Linked DNA regions of Xenopus tropicalis: region 2 is linked to region 1. A link is a contact called in public Hi-C data. All regions are on one chromosome and are shown on one strand. Each heading gives the region's core, a stretch centred on a gene start, on an enhancer-like site or on the middle of the called end of the contact. The rest is flanking DNA. Distances are from core to core; before and after follow the strand shown.

Evidence for each region. A called contact is a pair of places that touch in the nucleus more often than the background predicts.
Region 2: a Hi-C map of gastrula embryo shows a contact between it and region 1, with 2.6 times the contacts expected there. The contact joins two enhancer-like sites. A contact is called at or near these places in 5 of 5 Hi-C or Micro-C datasets (brain, gastrula embryo, liver and 2 more).

The regions. Positions count from the first base shown.
Region 1 is chr4:36,706,125-36,711,026 of UCB_Xtro_10.0, forward strand. The region is part of intron 1 of ahnak (neuroblast differentiation-associated protein AHNAK); the gene reads right to left. Among named protein-coding and RNA genes, the nearest start is that of ahnak, 17 kb to the right of the region's middle. Within about 2 kb of position 1,882, at least 3 of the 11 cell types and tissues checked have an H3K27ac peak or open chromatin away from gene starts, as enhancers often do. A contact at or near this core is called in gastrula embryo and neurula embryo, where this site is marked.
Region 2 is chr4:36,789,790-36,794,531 of UCB_Xtro_10.0, forward strand. No RefSeq gene overlaps it. Among named protein-coding and RNA genes, the nearest start is that of eef1g, 17 kb to the right of the region's middle. Within about 2 kb of position 2,137, at least 5 of the 11 cell types and tissues checked have an H3K27ac peak or open chromatin away from gene starts, as enhancers often do. A contact at or near this core is called in gastrula embryo and neurula embryo, where this site is marked.

The DNA.
Region 1 (4,902 bases), core at 632-3,131:
GGGAAAAAAGTTGGAGGAGAAGATCTGCCTTCCACACACGTCTTTAACATCTGCAGCTGATAAACTCCTTCCCCCTCTCTCCATACTCTAATAAGAGGAAAATATTTCTTGCATTAGGCATTTGCTTTATTTTACTGTTTTCAAGAGAGGAATAATTCCCTGTCCCTGAAGAACTTTTCCAACCCACCCCCAAAATTCCACTAGATCATCCGTAAGTGCATAAAGGTGGGAGCAATTTTGGCTGTCTCTATTTTATAACGCACAAAGGAAGAAAATAATGGCAATAATCACAGCTGGTGCCTGGAGAATTACGTGGTACCTAGTAAGTGGAAGGTGGCAAGCTGGGCAGGCAAAAACAAACAAAAGTAAACATTACAAAATACCACTGATTTGGGAAGAACAGCTTGTCTCAGGAGGTCGGCAAACAAGGGGATCTCTCTGCCTGATTTGTCCACCCAAAAGTTTCCATTTGGCTCCAGTTAAATCTATTTGAGCCACACGCAGACCATGTGAAGAGAAGCCCATAACCACAGCCATTTCAGCCAGGCCTCATTTGCTTAGCAGCAAAATGAGGATAAATTAGGATACTTATTTTTTAGAGGTCATCCCCAATTGCTGGTCTGCCCTTTTTCAGGTACTCCAGTTTTAAGCTGTGTATATGGTTTTGTGCTCATTCTATTTGAAACATTTAAGGACAACACCTGTTAGAGGATCAGAATCATTTTTGTACAGTACTCCAAAGGCAACAACATACCAGGAAGGTCATAGTAACTGCCCTGCGGCTATTGTGACTGGCATCTCTCACAGAAAACTAAGGGTTTGCAGCCTCAGTAGATGAAGAGCTGTGTTTTGCTCCTCCACTGACCCCACAATGGCACTTGCCCATACTTAATACATCATTTTCTATCAGGGTCAAGTTTTAAGAATATTTTAAGAATAACATTTTTGTATAAAAACTTAGTTTTTTGTGCCAGTCTGGTATGTACAGTGTAATTTGTATTTCATGTGTCCCAGTGTGTGACCAGATCCTGCCAGCTGGCTGTACAATAAGTGATCTCTATGTAGAACTTACTCACTATCCATATCAGTATTGGATCAAAAAGGCAGCCTTTATATTGCGATTAAAAAATCAGGTGTGTGTATATATGGGTGGAGGAAGAAAAAGGAGAAATGGAAAAATAAAATGGGTTCAGTAAGACAGTCTTGCTGTGAATGTCATAGCTGAATTTCAGGTAACGTGAGAGGTGGAATGTTTTCATGGAATGTTTTGACGCTATTTTCATCTTTGTCACATGTGTCAGGGCACAGGGGCAATGGGGATCGAGTGTCTAAGAGACATCCAAGGGACACTAAGAGAAAGAGGTTCAGGAAAGGAGTGTTTATGGTTGCTATAAAAGCCAAACCTTGTTCAACGAGGGCCACGGTGGCACCCAGGAAACCAGCAGTCCCATTGACAGCAGTACCCCCTTATCCTGTAAAATACTGCGGCAGTGCAATAGTGGGGTTCTTTCTCCAACCACATAGTTTTTACTTAACAAAAGTGGACACTACTTGCATTACCACCACTTACACTATTTCTCACAAAAAGGAGTGCCTTATGAGCTTGCACATATGTAACAACAGGTGAGGAGCTGAATCTGTCTGAATACAAATAAGCAGCTTCCTTAAATGTGTGTGAGCTGCCATACTTCCTGGGAGACAACTTAATTGTATACATATGTGCCAAATGTGTGTGCCCTCCCCCATGCAGAAATAATGGCCCACTGGTATTCTATTTAGGCCTTAAAGCAGAAAGGCAATTCTCACACTGTTATCCTATTTCCTGGTCCAGGAGAGTTACATTCCTAATGTGCTGGAGGAGGGGCAGCTTTAGGGCAAACAACAAAGTACTCTCACCACCCTCATCACTCACCTCAGCAATGTACAGGCAGGCCTAAGCATGTATACGGAGCACACTATGTACAGCAGGAAGCTAAGGGGTTAAAGTCATTTAAAAGCTATGATTATACTAAATATTACACTCAAAGTAACTGTAATTATCATGTCTCGGGATATACCATACATGCTATTGGGTGAGAGTGCAGTTGTTCAATAAGGAATTAGCCCCAGTGTAGTACCTATCTACACTGTGACTTAAAGTTAATGCAAATTCGTTGGGGGGGGGGGTAACTATGTGTCAGATATGGTGCTCCCTGTTTTTGGAGCTTTTTGAATTTTCTCCCAAACCGCAAAGTATGAGGATACATGCCTCAGTCAGTCAAAGCCGAGGTAGGCTTCGGCCTGAATAAAACAATTAACAAATTGCCCCTTGGATTTACATTCAAGAGTTAAGGGTCAAAAGGCAATGTCTGCAAGTAGGAAATCGTACTGGATTCCCACAGTAGTTTTTTTTCTGCTGATTACTGCAAATGGCAATTGTCTTTCAAAAGAGAATTTGCCTTTCATTAGCCAGCATACATACTCTGTATTTTGTGAGAAATTGCCGACCTCTTCAGTTTACTTGGGGTCTTGCCAGGATTAGCAACAGGGCAGAGCAGGATAAAATAAATATATAAAACATATAATAATGGGTCACAATTACATTACTTATCAACAGGAGCACAGTCTGTGTTGAGAAAGGGGCTTCCTGTCCTGAGGAGCCCCTAGTGCTGACTGCTCCTGGTCTAATGAAAATATTGAACACATCACTTCATGTTAGACTTATATTTACACAGATATAAGATAAAAAGGATCTTTGTACAGGATAACCTTTGTCCATAAGTGAATGCAAACCAAATGTAACACAATACATTTCCCTTTCAACCACACCAGTTACTTCATTCCAGTTCCTTGCTACACTGTGGTTCAAAGTAGGTAATGGTTACATTACTTTCTGGTTAAAAACGAAAGAATGAAAATACAGATTGCTACAGTTCACCATGGGTCAATCACTTGTGTGGGATTTTGGAGTTTTTTTTTCAACTGCCCTTAAGTTCTTTCATAAATATACTTTTAGGTAGAAGTGCAGTCCATGCACTAGATCACCAGTTGGTGCACTGAGCACCAGTCCACAATACTCACCATGTGGGGTGCACTATGTCTTAGCTAATGTAAAGAAACCCATTTATACCTATATGTAAACTGAAAGATTATGTTAATGGCATCTAACTGCAAGTACTTAAAGATTATGAAAAATACTGCAACTACAGTTTACTAGTGTTACAAACAACTGCCCCAAACCTTGTGTCTCATATAAATAAAATAACAGTTTAAAAGAAAAGTTTAATGAAACAGCTTTAAAATGCTGTATACCATGCAAGTTATGACATAATGTTGTGTTGAAACATGTTATTGCTATCCTTATAGTTGCTTTGTATTTTAATCCTGATTCCAGGCTACCACTGTGCAACGGTTTGGGGCATCCTTGAAGACAGAAATTTTCATAATAATAATCTTTCATGTATATGGCATAGATATTTTCCACACTCCTGCCCCAGTGGAGTTTACAGTCTAAATTCCCTATCGTACTCACTCAGTTGTTATCAGGACTCATTTAACCGTTTGAGTATAGAAGAAAACCCACCCAAGCATAAGGAGAACATGCAAACTCCCTGTGCCCGGGATGGAATCGAACCTTGAATCCAAGAATTCTTGGCACTGCTCTCTAATATCTATAATCTATATATATTATGTCTAAAACTGTACACAAACCCTAGGCACTAACCCACACTGTGAATGCTTCTGTCTTAGATGGCAAAGCAGTGGAAATAAAAACCATTATGTATCAGTGGATGACTGAAAAGGAAGCAGACTGTAACTAGATGAAAGCAATGGCACACAAACATGCAATTAAATACAGATGAATATACTTTCAATTTAGAGACTTTAGTAGCTCCATAAAGTGTTTGTATCAAACTGCTAAAAATAATAAACACAAGACATAGAGAAGCAGTAAATGCACAAAGGTCTGTAAAATAAATTGCAGCTTTGCTTAGGGCAATGGCACATTGGGCTAAATGCACATGCTCTGATAAGAACTGTATGACAACTGGCTGGATCACTCAGTGACGGAGACTCAAGTGGGATGCAGGGATAGCAACTTTAGGTAATGTAACGCAAGGCATTTTCTGACTTAAAAGCAATCACACCCTTGTTTCCTGGAGCTTGCCATTCATTAAATCCCAGTAGATTTTCAGCTGGTTGAAATACATTTGGCTACAGAGTGCCCATGTGACATTAGCCTTAGCTGTTTCCATCATCATCTCCCTTCTTTGTATGAAAGCCGGAGGGAGGTCAAAAAGACCAAATGCCATTAGTTACACGGCTGCTATGGGCAGTTCCATTTATAGCTCTGTCTAGCGTCCACCGTCCAAGTAACCACTTTCCAAGGAGGTCAGGCACATCCCTATGCTGTTAGGACGACTCCTTTGGGCTTCTCGACTCCTTTGGGCTTCTCGTTTGTGAATTTGGGAGGTGATAAGAAAGGCTGGAACCCAGGGGTCACTTACAAGGCTAAGTATCAGCTAACACCAAAAAATGTGTGAATAGGATCTTACTGTTGGTGGTTACATGCATTTTGATCAATGAGAAGACCACAAAGCCTTTGCGCCATATCAGAGCAAAGGTAGGTACTTCCCATTCAGTTGAAAAATAACTGTACTGCCATATTTCAGATGCTGTACTTACACTTCCCTAAGGACTATTATTTAAAAATACAAAACTGAAATAAAAACAGGAATTTACAAAATATTTCTATGTTCCGTTTTGTGAGAGCACCACCCTATGCGCCCACTTCCTCTTTCCTTGCAGATCCCCCAAAGCCTCAGCCTATGCACACTGCATTTCCAGGAGGGATTTTCTGTTACTCTTGTTACCAGGTGACATTGAGCGAGAACAAAGGTGTTTGGCCTGAGGTGGGACACA
Region 2 (4,742 bases), core at 887-3,386, 84 kb after region 1:
AATGCTAGCAGTTCATTCTGCACCAGGAATGCTAGCAGTTCATTCTGCACCAGGAATGCTAGCAGTTCATCCTGCACCAGGAATGCTAGCAGTTCATCCTACACCAGGAATGCTAGCAGTTCATCCTGCACCAGGAATGCTAGCAGTTCATACTGCACCATTAATGCTAGCAGTTCATTCTGCACCAGGAATGCTAGCAGTTCATCCTGCACCATTAATGCTAGCAGTTCATCCTGCACCAGGAATGCTAGCAGTTCATCCTGCACCAGGAATGCTAGCAGTTCATTCTGCACCAGGAATGCTAGCTGTTCATACTGCACCATTAATGCTAGCAGTTCATCCTGCACCAGGAATGCTAGCAGTTCATTCTGCACCAGGAATGCTAGCAGTTCATCCTGCACCAGGAATGCTAGCAGTTCATCCTGCACCATTAATGCTAGCAGTTCATCCTGCACCAGGAATGCTAGCAGTTCATTCTGCACCAGGAATGCTAGCAGTTCATCCTGCACCAGGAATGCTAGCAGTTCATCCTGCACCAGGAATGCTAGCAGTTCATCCTGCACCAGGAATGCTAGCAGTTCATTCTGCACCAGCACCAGGAATGCTAGCAGTTCATTCTGCACCAGGAATGCTAGCTGTTCATACTGCACCATTAATGCTAGCAGTTCATTCTGCACCAGGAATGCTAGCAGTTCATCCTGCACCATTAATGCTAGCAGTTCATCCTGCACCATTAATGCTAGCAGTTCATTCTGCACCAGGAATGCTAGCAGTTCATTCTGCACCATTAATGCTAGCAGTTCATTCTGCACCAGGAATGCTAGCAGTTCATTCTGCACCATTAATGCTACCAGTTCATCCTGCACCAAAAATGCTAGCAGTTCATCCTGCACCATTAATGCTACCAGTTGTAGCTTTGTTGCTGCATCTTATCACCACATAGCAGTGCACACAGAATATTTCTAGGAATAAAAATGACTGCATTCCACAGGACTTGCACTCTAGCCTTTAGTTCCTGAGACACAGGGACCAGATGAGACTTGTCCTACAGGTTAACACATTCATTGAAGTCAGGTTTTCGTGAATGGGAATTCAGTGCCATAGCCGGCGACCTATTTACTGAGCCACACCTTCTCCCTAATGCCTTGTACTGTTCACAAATTGCAGTAAATACCTTAAAAGCAGCCAGGTAAATATAGTTCTTTAACTGATTTAGGCTAATGTTTCCATTACATTAATCTGAACACAATAACATATGCAATGAGCCTGAAGCCTGGAGGCCATGTAGGTTCCTCCTTGGTAACATAAAGTTATATATGAGCGCCACCTATGTACTTTAGGGCGACAGAGCTTGCTTTACCTTTAGCAGAGAGCATGACTGTGCCACTCCTAAAGGGGCAACATCTTCCCTATTAGCCTTTCAAGCTTCCATGAGTCCTAATAGTTTAAAGGGCATGTAAACCCAAAAAGAAAATTGTAATTCAAAGTAACTTTCATTAACCTTTATCAGTGGTTTTAAAGTTATTTGTAAATATAATTGTAATTGAAAGGAGTATGTATGTTCCTTTCCTCACTGCTGATACTGTTGCTTGGAACAATGTAGCAGAAGATAGCATTGCATTGTTTTAACCATCAGAACCACCAGGGCCAGTCTGCTAAACAAATTGGGGGACTCCAATTAATTAATATTAAGCAATGCACTGTTAGCAATCAGGGTAGATGGGTTTGTGGGATGGGTCAGCCTTTCACATGCTAGCTGCACGTGCCTGACAGATCCAACATAAGGATCACCTGATGATAAAGTCTGATAGACTTTTGCTTCTCATTGTCAGACTCATGATGGGAGTTAGATAAAGTCTGTCCCAAAACATCTGCTACAAATCTTTCTTTTAGGTCTGCCTTATGAATACAAGTGATCTGTAATAACTGCAATTTTTCTGGGTCTGCAGATATTCAATTGGACAGATGAGGCAGGTAGGCAAAAGGAGGTGAGCCCAGGGGAATGCTGGGGAAGTGAATCCTCAGGAAGGAATGCCAAGCCTCTGCGGAATGTTCCTTTCTCATTCCAACCTGCAGGCAGAGGGGGAAGGGGCAAGAGATAAAGGAGAGGAAAGGACTGTGTTCTCAGCTCCATGGCTTGCACATTAAGGTTAATTGATGTAGTGTAGTGTTGGGAGGAGGGGGTGTACAACTAGCTACTCGCCCTCATGTGAGGTGCAAGCCCAAAGATTTGTAGCTGTTGCCTATATTTGTTTCATTGACTTCAGTGGAGCAAGTATTCAATATACATCTGTAAGGGCAATGACACAAGGAGGGGTTTTGGCACCCGCAGTAATTCCTGGACAGCAAAGCACCTGAAATATCTTGAGTTGTGGGCAAAGTAAATCACTGAGGGGTTGTCAGTGTTTGCACTATGAATCTTTGCACATTTGTACAATTACACTGACCTACCAGTGTCCATTTATGGCGGCTGCAATGGAAAGATATTGTTGGGTGTTTTGCCAGTGGTGGCAAAACCTTTTTATTATCCCCTACTCCTATGATCTGTTTGTTATGCCTTTTCAACCTGTGTCTAACTCAGGTCTCTCATTGGGTCCTCTATATACCTGGACTTCCCAGCAGCCACAGGGTCCAGCAACTACTAGTTTCTTAATAAGATTATATAAAATCTTTAGGATTATTTGGGATAAATCTGGGTGTAGTTAGTCATAATCTGATGGGCAGGTAAGGCCCAAAGTGAAATGTTGGTAGGAAAATATGTAAGGCGATGTGATTACTAAGAGTGCGACTACACAACACAAGTGCATTATTATAGGTGGTAACTTTGGTTGAGTTGAGACATGAAGTGCCCTCTGCCCAAATTGCATCTGAATTTAATAGAAGCCATTGATGGGATTCCAGAATCTCCCTGTAATCAGTCTTGATATTATGCAAACAGTTTTGCACTGGGTCTAATTAATCAGCAATTAACTGTTTGTTTTTCCCAGGATCCAGGCTTTTATGATCTGTGGATTAAACCAAGCCTTCCTTTCTACTGAGTCTAGGATCTCTTCCATTCATCATCATTGTTATAATTTTTATTTATTTATATAGTGGCATGCAGTTACGCAGCAACCTGGCCTTACAATAAGTTAATAAACAAAGCGTACAAAATAGAAATAGGATCAAAGGGCCCTGCTCACAAGAACTTACAATCTAAAACTAGTGTCACATGGCACAAAGACAAACAACCAGGTAATATTGTCACACAACAACCACCCCCCAACAAACAAAAAAGAGACTAATTTTAATTGCAGGTTGACAACTTGTCAACAGATGCTTGTGAATAACTCATAGAGACATCATTTGGTGCCTTTTGCAATGTTTTTCCAGTGTGATTTATGCATATACAGTCACTTGTGTAATATGGAATATTGTAAGGCATACATAACAAAAAAAACAAAAAACGAACAACAATAAACTGTGTGAGCCTTATCTATAGGAGACTAGAAGAATCCCTTGGATTGCCAAAGGCTTTTAGTTGGCCAGTCCTGGATGAGATTACTTAAGCATTCTGTATGGAAGTGGAAGGGTACTAGAGAAGGTCTCCGTGTCATATAGTGTTACGAGCTTGTGCAGTTCTAATATAGTGCCTTTAGTGCGTGTTATGTTGTATTCTGGCATCCTCAGAATGTGCCTTGGCGCTGTCAGAAGTTACTAAAAATGGTTGTATTCTGTTACCAGCGTGTGGTGGGGTATAGTGCAATTTTCCTGGCATGTGTGACGTTGTGTCTGTGGGTTAGGGTGGGGTGGTCAGGAGTGTAGGGTTAGTGTCATAGTGCTGTGGTTTTAGTGACCTGTATAGTGCAAGTGTTATATTTTATTATTAGGCACTTAATAAACCTATTCCATGTGTTCCTAACAAATTATATCTGCCTCGGAGTTGGGATTGGAGAAGCCAAAGAGCTCTGTTGGTGAACTCTAAGAAGGGTTAGAGGTAGGCCAGTTTGTACACATTTCAGTGCTGTAAGACATTATTTATTGGGCTGGTGGGGGGCTGTTTGGGCCTCTGTGTACTTGAAATGCAGGGCTTATTTTGAAGCCCAGAAAAATGTTTGTAGGGCAAAAAGAAGCCCCACCACAGGGACAGAAAAGGTACATCTTCCCACCCATTTATGCAGATTGTCACAGGGACAGAACATTAAAACAAACTTTTACATCTATCATTAACACAAGTTATTTTAAAAATTCATTATCCTGGGTATAATATATGAAACAGCAGATGAGTGGCAACGCTGACACTGTTTGAAGTGCACCACTTAAACGATATCTCCGGTACAAGCTGACTAAACTTTTTATGACACGAGGATAAAACCGCTCTACACTTTTGAGTCTCAATAGTCTCCAGTGCCTCTTGAGATTATTGCTGCTAGATAGGGATGGTGGGTGGGTAATAAGCACACTGGGTGCAATGGGGACAGAGTTGGTTGTAGTAAGCCTAGTTCAGGGTTAAATGGTTTGGGTACTTTTTTGCTTGTGACCTGCCTCTATTTTTGTTGCCCAAAAGAAAGGTAGTTGATTTTTCAGCCCCCCTACTTTTATCTACCATGTTAGTCTAGATTTGATAAATTCAGAAATGTAACCAGGTTGCCAACAAGAGCAGTGTCCCTTACTTCCAAACCACCGCAATGTCTGCACGCAGCACAGGGATGCACAGGACTGTCAGTGCCAGCAGGTCAGCACCAATTGTAAACTCAGTGTTT